2 separate regions of the Zea mays genome follow, and region 2 is linked to region 1. The links are chromatin contacts, called in public Hi-C maps. All regions are on one chromosome and are shown on one strand. The core of a region is the stretch at or near the end of the contact, and the rest is flanking DNA. Distances in the headings are between cores, read along the strand shown. Region 1 holds the start of LOC100382685 (Putative DUF1664 domain family protein). Region 2 holds the start of LOC100281415 (heat shock 70 kDa protein 4).

What was found. A called contact is a pair of places that touch in the nucleus more often than the background predicts.
Region 2: a Hi-C map of ear shows a contact between it and region 1, with 4 times the contacts expected there. The contact joins the promoter of LOC100281415 here to the promoter of LOC100382685 in region 1. A contact is called at or near these places in 2 of 25 Hi-C or Micro-C datasets (ear and tassel).

Annotation. Positions count from the first base shown.
Region 1 is chr8:91,072,663-91,075,955 of Zm-B73-REFERENCE-NAM-5.0, forward strand. It overlaps LOC100382685 (Putative DUF1664 domain family protein), which reads right to left and starts at 1,617. Exons shown (of 12, transcript NM_001175409.1): 1 at 1,438-1,617; 2 at 1,210-1,293. The coding sequence starts at 1,557. LOC109941413 (a long non-coding RNA gene) reads right to left here and starts at 1,165. Exons shown (of 2, transcript XR_002263964.1): 1 at 33-1,165.
Region 2 is chr8:91,799,538-91,802,770 of Zm-B73-REFERENCE-NAM-5.0, forward strand. LOC100281415 (heat shock 70 kDa protein 4) reads right to left here and starts at 1,388. Exons shown (of 10, transcript NM_001154333.2): 1 at 1,302-1,388; 2 at 1-1,037. The coding sequence starts at 978.

The sequences.
Region 1 (3,293 bases), core at 367-2,866:
CAGTTTTGCCATAATATTTTAGGAAGTCCAACTTCTGGAACCGCGGGGGGTCGATCCTGGTGATGATCGTCGGTGTGTTGTCCCTTCCCGTCCAGGGCAGAGGACTCGGTTCGGCGGTCCTGCTGGAGTTCGGCGACCGAAAGCTTGAGGGATTCCACCGTTGCTGCAAGGGATTGGATGATGGTGACTAGGTCGGATGTGTTGGGTTCCGCCATAGCAGAGATTGATGAGGCTACATCGGATGGTGGTGAAGAGATGGATTTGGGTGGCAGAACTGGTGGGATGGCCTGGAATCTGAAAAATAGAAATAGTGTGGCTATTTAGCGCTAAAGCTATGACATTTAGAAGAGCTAAATCGGGCTATAACGGTTGTAGCTATAATAGCATCTAAAAGTGAAATATCGTAGCTTTAGGTCCTCCAAAAGGCTATAGGCCGCTATTTTAAACCTTGTTCTACATTCAAAAGAAGTGCAAAAGAGATAATTCACTTAATGAAGAAAATGTGGAGGCAACAATCCAAAGATTATTGTAGCACTGTACACTTTCGGGACCATCGACAAGTACAGATATAAGAATTTGTTTCTATGGTCATGATATTTGGTTGAGACAAGCATGTAATTGAAAAGAACAGTATTAGAAGAGAAGTGCATAAGTGCAGTGATAGATTGACATAGAACTGTGAGGCCCCTATTGATATTGCACAATAAATTAATGAGCCCAAAAAACTTGGGAAACATTATATACATGATCAAAAGCCTCAACTTGCCAATTTGCAATGGACACTGCACCAAAGGAGGAGCGACCACTAGAATAACAGAAAACAATCTCAGCATATCGAGGTGTGTAACCAGTTTTTTTATCTCGCATAGTTGTTCTCCCCTGATATTTTTGCACATTTTTTAAAAAAGAAAAAGAAAAGAGACTTCTAAGGATAGAATTGCCAATTTGCCATTGGACCATTGCAACACAGTATCAACAGCAAAACAATCAGCATGGGCATAGAATTAAATCACATACACCAATCCGCATGCATGATGTATTCTACTTTTAAAACTGAGTGTTGATAGAATCCAGTGTAACAAATGGAAATACGGGGACATTACACAATGTCCATCCTGAACCTGAACTGAATTATTCTTAGGCAGTAGTAAGTAGTATTCACACAGCAAACTACTCACGTGGAGAGCAGTGCAAGGACATCACACGCACCTGCGAGGTAAGAGCCTCGTTGAGATCGGTTTCCCCGTCTCCCCCTCCTCCATCCTTCACCTTCTTCCCCTTGTCGAGTATCTCCTGCAAAGAGACGTCATGAATCATCAGAAACAAAGCATCTGGAATTCTGAATCTCCACGGTCCCTCACTGGATAAGGACCCTTGGGATCACATACCGCCGTTAAGGCGCAAGAGCGCAGTCCGCGGTCAGGATACGCGACGCACCTGGAGCTCGCCGAGGATCTCGGCGAGGCGGCCGTTGCGGAGGACGACGGAGCCGGCAACGCCGGCGCCGACGAGGATAACGACCCGGGTAAGGCCCATGCCCGCCTGCACCAGCGCCATGGCTGCACGCCCGCCTCGTAGGGAGGTAGCGGCGAAGAAAACCCTAGCTCAAGGCCCGTGGAGTTGAGCGCGTGGCTGGTCTGACGAGGGCGCGCGAGGAGGTAGAGAGAGAAAGAGAAAGGTTAGGCCGTGAGGGTGGGGCCTATTGTCAGAGCCGGTTCCCCTGCTCTGACGAAGACGACCGCCTCAGACTGACTGCAACGCATCACCCTTCCCCTCCCCTACGCTATTACTGTTCATCGGATAGGGGCTGCAGTCTCCCCCTTTCTCCCGCAGCGGCGAGCGCTACCCTCTCCCCTCCCTCGCGACACTCTTCTCTCACGCCAGATGCAGGGGACTACTGTAGCCGCCCCCTCGCCTCCTTCGCGCGGACGCTGTCGGCCGCGCCAGACTACGGAAACTTCGCGTTCCACCTCGCTTCGCCTCGACCCCTCCGCGGACGGACGATTTTGCGCGGCGACGCGACAGCGGATCTACCATCGCCCGGTGGAGTCGGCCCCGGCCCCCCTCGGTTGCGCAGAAGAGGAGGTCGAGTTGGTCACCACGCACAGCCGTTCGCGACCGAAGAGGACTCCAATCCGCTTCCAGCGACGAACGTCGCGACCGATTGGTTTGCTTCAATCTCCGACAATCGACGGCGCCATCAGATCCACACGGACACGCTACGATTCGGCGTGCTGGGCACTACATCTCCCCTTCTTAAGGTATTTCCTTTCATCAACCACGCGAAATCATTAGTTATTTGACGATTGATTTACAACACCACTCGTATTTTGCTTGGATTCGCCGTCTTGCGGCCGAGATCCAACCCTACTAGAGGTATACCATCTTGTACCCCGTCAAATGAAAACTTCATTCAGGATATATGTACATTCGCACTGGTTTTGTTCAAAATTCGTAGTTTTTGTTGCCAAGCCCATAGGAGTTTAGCAGATCCACACTTGTCGTTCGAGGTATGAACTTGTTACGTTGTTCATCCTCCGATTTAGGCGCCTGGTGTACCAAACTTTGTCTGTTCCACGTGATGGAAATACACGAACAACAGTAAGCCTAACATTAGCCATGGCAGCAATTCTATTTCCCCAGTGTTGTTCATTGGACTGTTCTTGATGTTTTTAAACTGAAGACAATGTATTTCTGGCATTTATGTGGAATGTTACCCTTTCGTACTATATGAGTATGCACCAATATAAGCCATTACACTGAATCACTTATTTTGTCACAATTCTTTGTGCTTGCATGGAGTACACGTATGTTCATGAGTACACTCACTAAATTTCATGACATGTTAAATTACTTATGACTTCGATTATGTGCCAGATCATGTGTCTGGCACAACTTGTGTTTGACTATGATTATCTGGCTCATTATGTAATGTTCAAGACTTGAACTTGTCTTTCTGTCATGACATTAGTTCTATCATTTCTATCTGCACGTACTAGTTTCCTTTCTATTTCTGTGCCATACACTTCCCTTACCTTGAATTGTGTATAAAATGTTCTTGCTTTCGTTCATTCACATGTACCTGCCAACAATTATATAACTCATATGTACAACTTGAAAGTTTTCATCTGTCTGTTTGGTTTATGATTCGAAGTGTACATGTCATATGTAATCTTCACTTTACTTCCTCCCTATTTTTTGGACATGTACATGTTTTTTATATGGCTTAAGATACAATTTGGCTGTTACATTTGTTCATCATTCTTATATATCTTTGCAAGGGCTTGTACAGT
Region 2 (3,233 bases), core at 138-2,637, 730 kb after region 1:
CCCAGCTTCAGCCAAGGCCTTCTCCAGTGGCCCTTTCACGCGTTCCAGCACAGAGGCACTGATCTGTTCAAACTCCTCCCTCTTGATAAAACCCCGCACATCCTTTTCATCCATCAAGCACTCAATGTTCAGTGGGGCCTCTGGGTTGGCACTCAGCACCTTCTTAAGTTTCTCACATGCCACACGCAACCTAATACATGCCCGCGCATTCTGGTACACATCAATCTTATATTCCTCTTTAAATTTAGCTGCAAAGTGCTTAAACAGGGCCTCATCGAAGTCCCTCCCACCAAGAGACCGGTCGTATGTATGGGACAACATCTTGAGCTGTCCCTTCCTGTAACCGACAACACTAACCTGCATGCTTGCATGACCGATATCGACAAATGCAACATTCAACTGGTCATTCTCTGGGAGATCAGTCTTATAAATACCATATGCCAGAGCAGTGGCTGTCGTCTCATGGAACAATCGCAATGGCCGGAGACCCGCAATAGTAGCAGCATCAAGAACAGCCCTGCGCTGCAGATCTGTGAAGTAGACCGGGATACCAATGCAACAATCAACAACTGCGGCATTCAGGTTACCCTCAGCAATGCCCTTCAAATTGGACAGCACCATGGCAAGCAGCTGGGTGGAGGTGAACGTCCGCTCCTCGCCCAGGTACCGTACATGGACCAGGGGAAAACCATCGGGGCCCTCCGTGACTCGGAATGGGAAGGAGGCGAGATCGCGCTGCAGCTCGGGATCTGAGAACTTGCGGCCGAGCAGGCGCTTAATCTGAGAGATGGAGTTTTTGGGGTTCATGGTGGAGGACGCGGCGCCGGCGGTGCCGATGAACCGCTGCTTGTCCCCGAAGCAAACGATGGCGGGTGTCTCGCGCTTGGACTCCTCGTTGAGAACCACGTCGATGCCACGCTGCCGCGCAACCGCCACGATACAGCTCTCATTGCCGAGGTCGAACCCCACCACGCTCATCTTCGATTCACACTAAGCTGCTGACCACTACAGCTTCAGATCTAGATCACAAGTAGTCACTGCATCGCAAAAGCCAGAGATCTACTGGTTAGGCAGGTCAGAGAAGCAACGGATTCTTGCGTGAATCTTAAGACAAGAACGCCGAAACCAAGAATTTTACGCATCAAAGCGAATAGTTATGAATTCTTCACCGAATGCAATGCGAACCCCAGCCGACGACTACAAACCCGCTGTCCCAGTCGACGGGTCCAAACCCGCCGCAAAAAAACATCTAAACATTAACCTAACAATCTAGTAAGGAGGCATGGAGAATCCGATCGTACCTTCAGAGGTGGAGATCGAGGCCCGTCGAAGCTCGTAGCGCCGCAACGGAAGTACGGGCAGGGCTTCCCCTTTGGCGAGAAGGGGAGAGCCGGAGAGGAGTGAGGACGCAGTGATATACGGTGTGTGCCGCGGATTGGCCAATGTAGACGAGAATCTTCTAGAACGTGGACGGGAAACCTCACGCCGGGGTGGGCAAAAAATTACCAAACCAAACACCACACGAACCAAACAACTTTTTAACTCTATTTGGTGTTAGGCATTTAACTCTATTTGGTATTTTGGTGTTAGGTATTTAGTACGGTTTTCAATATTCGCACATCAAATATACCAGAATACCAAAATTTAGCAAACCTATCCCTTGACGTCCAACAAGCAGTTCATATAAAGTCTTAAACCCTATACTCATATCATTTTAATTTTTTAAGAACTATTCAACATTAAATTGTTTATTCAATTTTATTAGGTACTTATTGATAAATTATCGTTATGTTCTTTATACAATTTTATGTTTGTAGTTTAATTTGCTACTTGTCTGGTGACTATGGTAATACCAAACACCAAACCAAAAAATCAAACACCAAATTGTGCAGTTTTTTTATTCCTGGACAAAAAGTTTGGTTTCCATTTTTCAAACACCAAACTTTTTTGACAACGAATAAACCGCAAAACCAATAAAACTGAATTCCTAGCAACGAACGCCATCTCCACCATAATGTGCATACATACGTGCAACGCACTGTAGACTATACTTAGGGATGAAAATGGACGAAAACGGACGGAAAAACCCATCTCCCATTTCCGTATACGCATTTTATCATCGGAAACGGGATCGGGTCTGGAATAGTCGGGAATGGAAATGGGAGCGGGATAAACGGAATTGCGAAAACGAACAGAAACGGAAATACTAACGGAAACTCATAATTTAATACAAATAGGAATGATATTGATGTTTGACTGGTGATTGATTGGCAGGATAATAACGTAAAACAAATAGATATAGAGAGACAACATTCTATTGTTGTTTGGTTGCTAAGAGCAACTCTAATAGTTATGTAAATTTTAGCTCTCTAAATCACAGATTTAAGAAATTGCTAAATAACTTTGGAAGTAAAAAAATGTGAGTTCTCCAATAGTTCTCTAAATATAGGTTGTAGTTTTGTTTTGTATCTATCCACATAAAAAATAAAGTCACAATGTCATCAATTACCTTCATTATCTACATAATGCAGTAAACATTTTTGTTTAGGGACTTTGCTAAATGGTTGCCAAATGTAGAGAGGAAATAAGGTTAGATGAGAAGTTGTTAAATTTAGAAAGTTCATTTAGAGAACTGTTGGAGATGAGTTTTTGTGTTAACTACTTAAATTGTTGATTTAGGAAGTCTGTTAGATAACTACTGGAATTGCTCTAATAGTGTACATTTAGCTACATCCGATGTTGTTTAAGACTTTAGACCACTTGTCATTGAAAAGAGCATATGGTTACAATGGCCATTTATGTTATAATTTGTCACCTAAAGACACGAGGCTTCAGTTTATATACTAATGCATATTAGGCTCGTCCCATATTTATCAAATACGGAATAAAATACGGGTTCAATCCAGATAAAAAACGGAATCCCGCAAAAACGGACGGAATAAACCCTCTATTGTTTCCGTCCTGTTTCCATATTTTTCGTAAATACGGAAACAGACGAGACAAATGTAGAAAACGGTTCGGGTCGAGGCGGGATTTTACCCGTCCGTTTTCAACCCTAACTATAATGTTTATAAGATGGAGTTAGTAATATGTATTGATTTAAATTGGTATACCTAAGTTCAACTGGTGTATGAGACATGTCTTCTTGTATTTGGTTCTTTCAATTGCTATCTTCTGTAAGGCATACCTTGTAGTTGTATCCACTAGGCATATATTTAAATTTTCTTTCAATT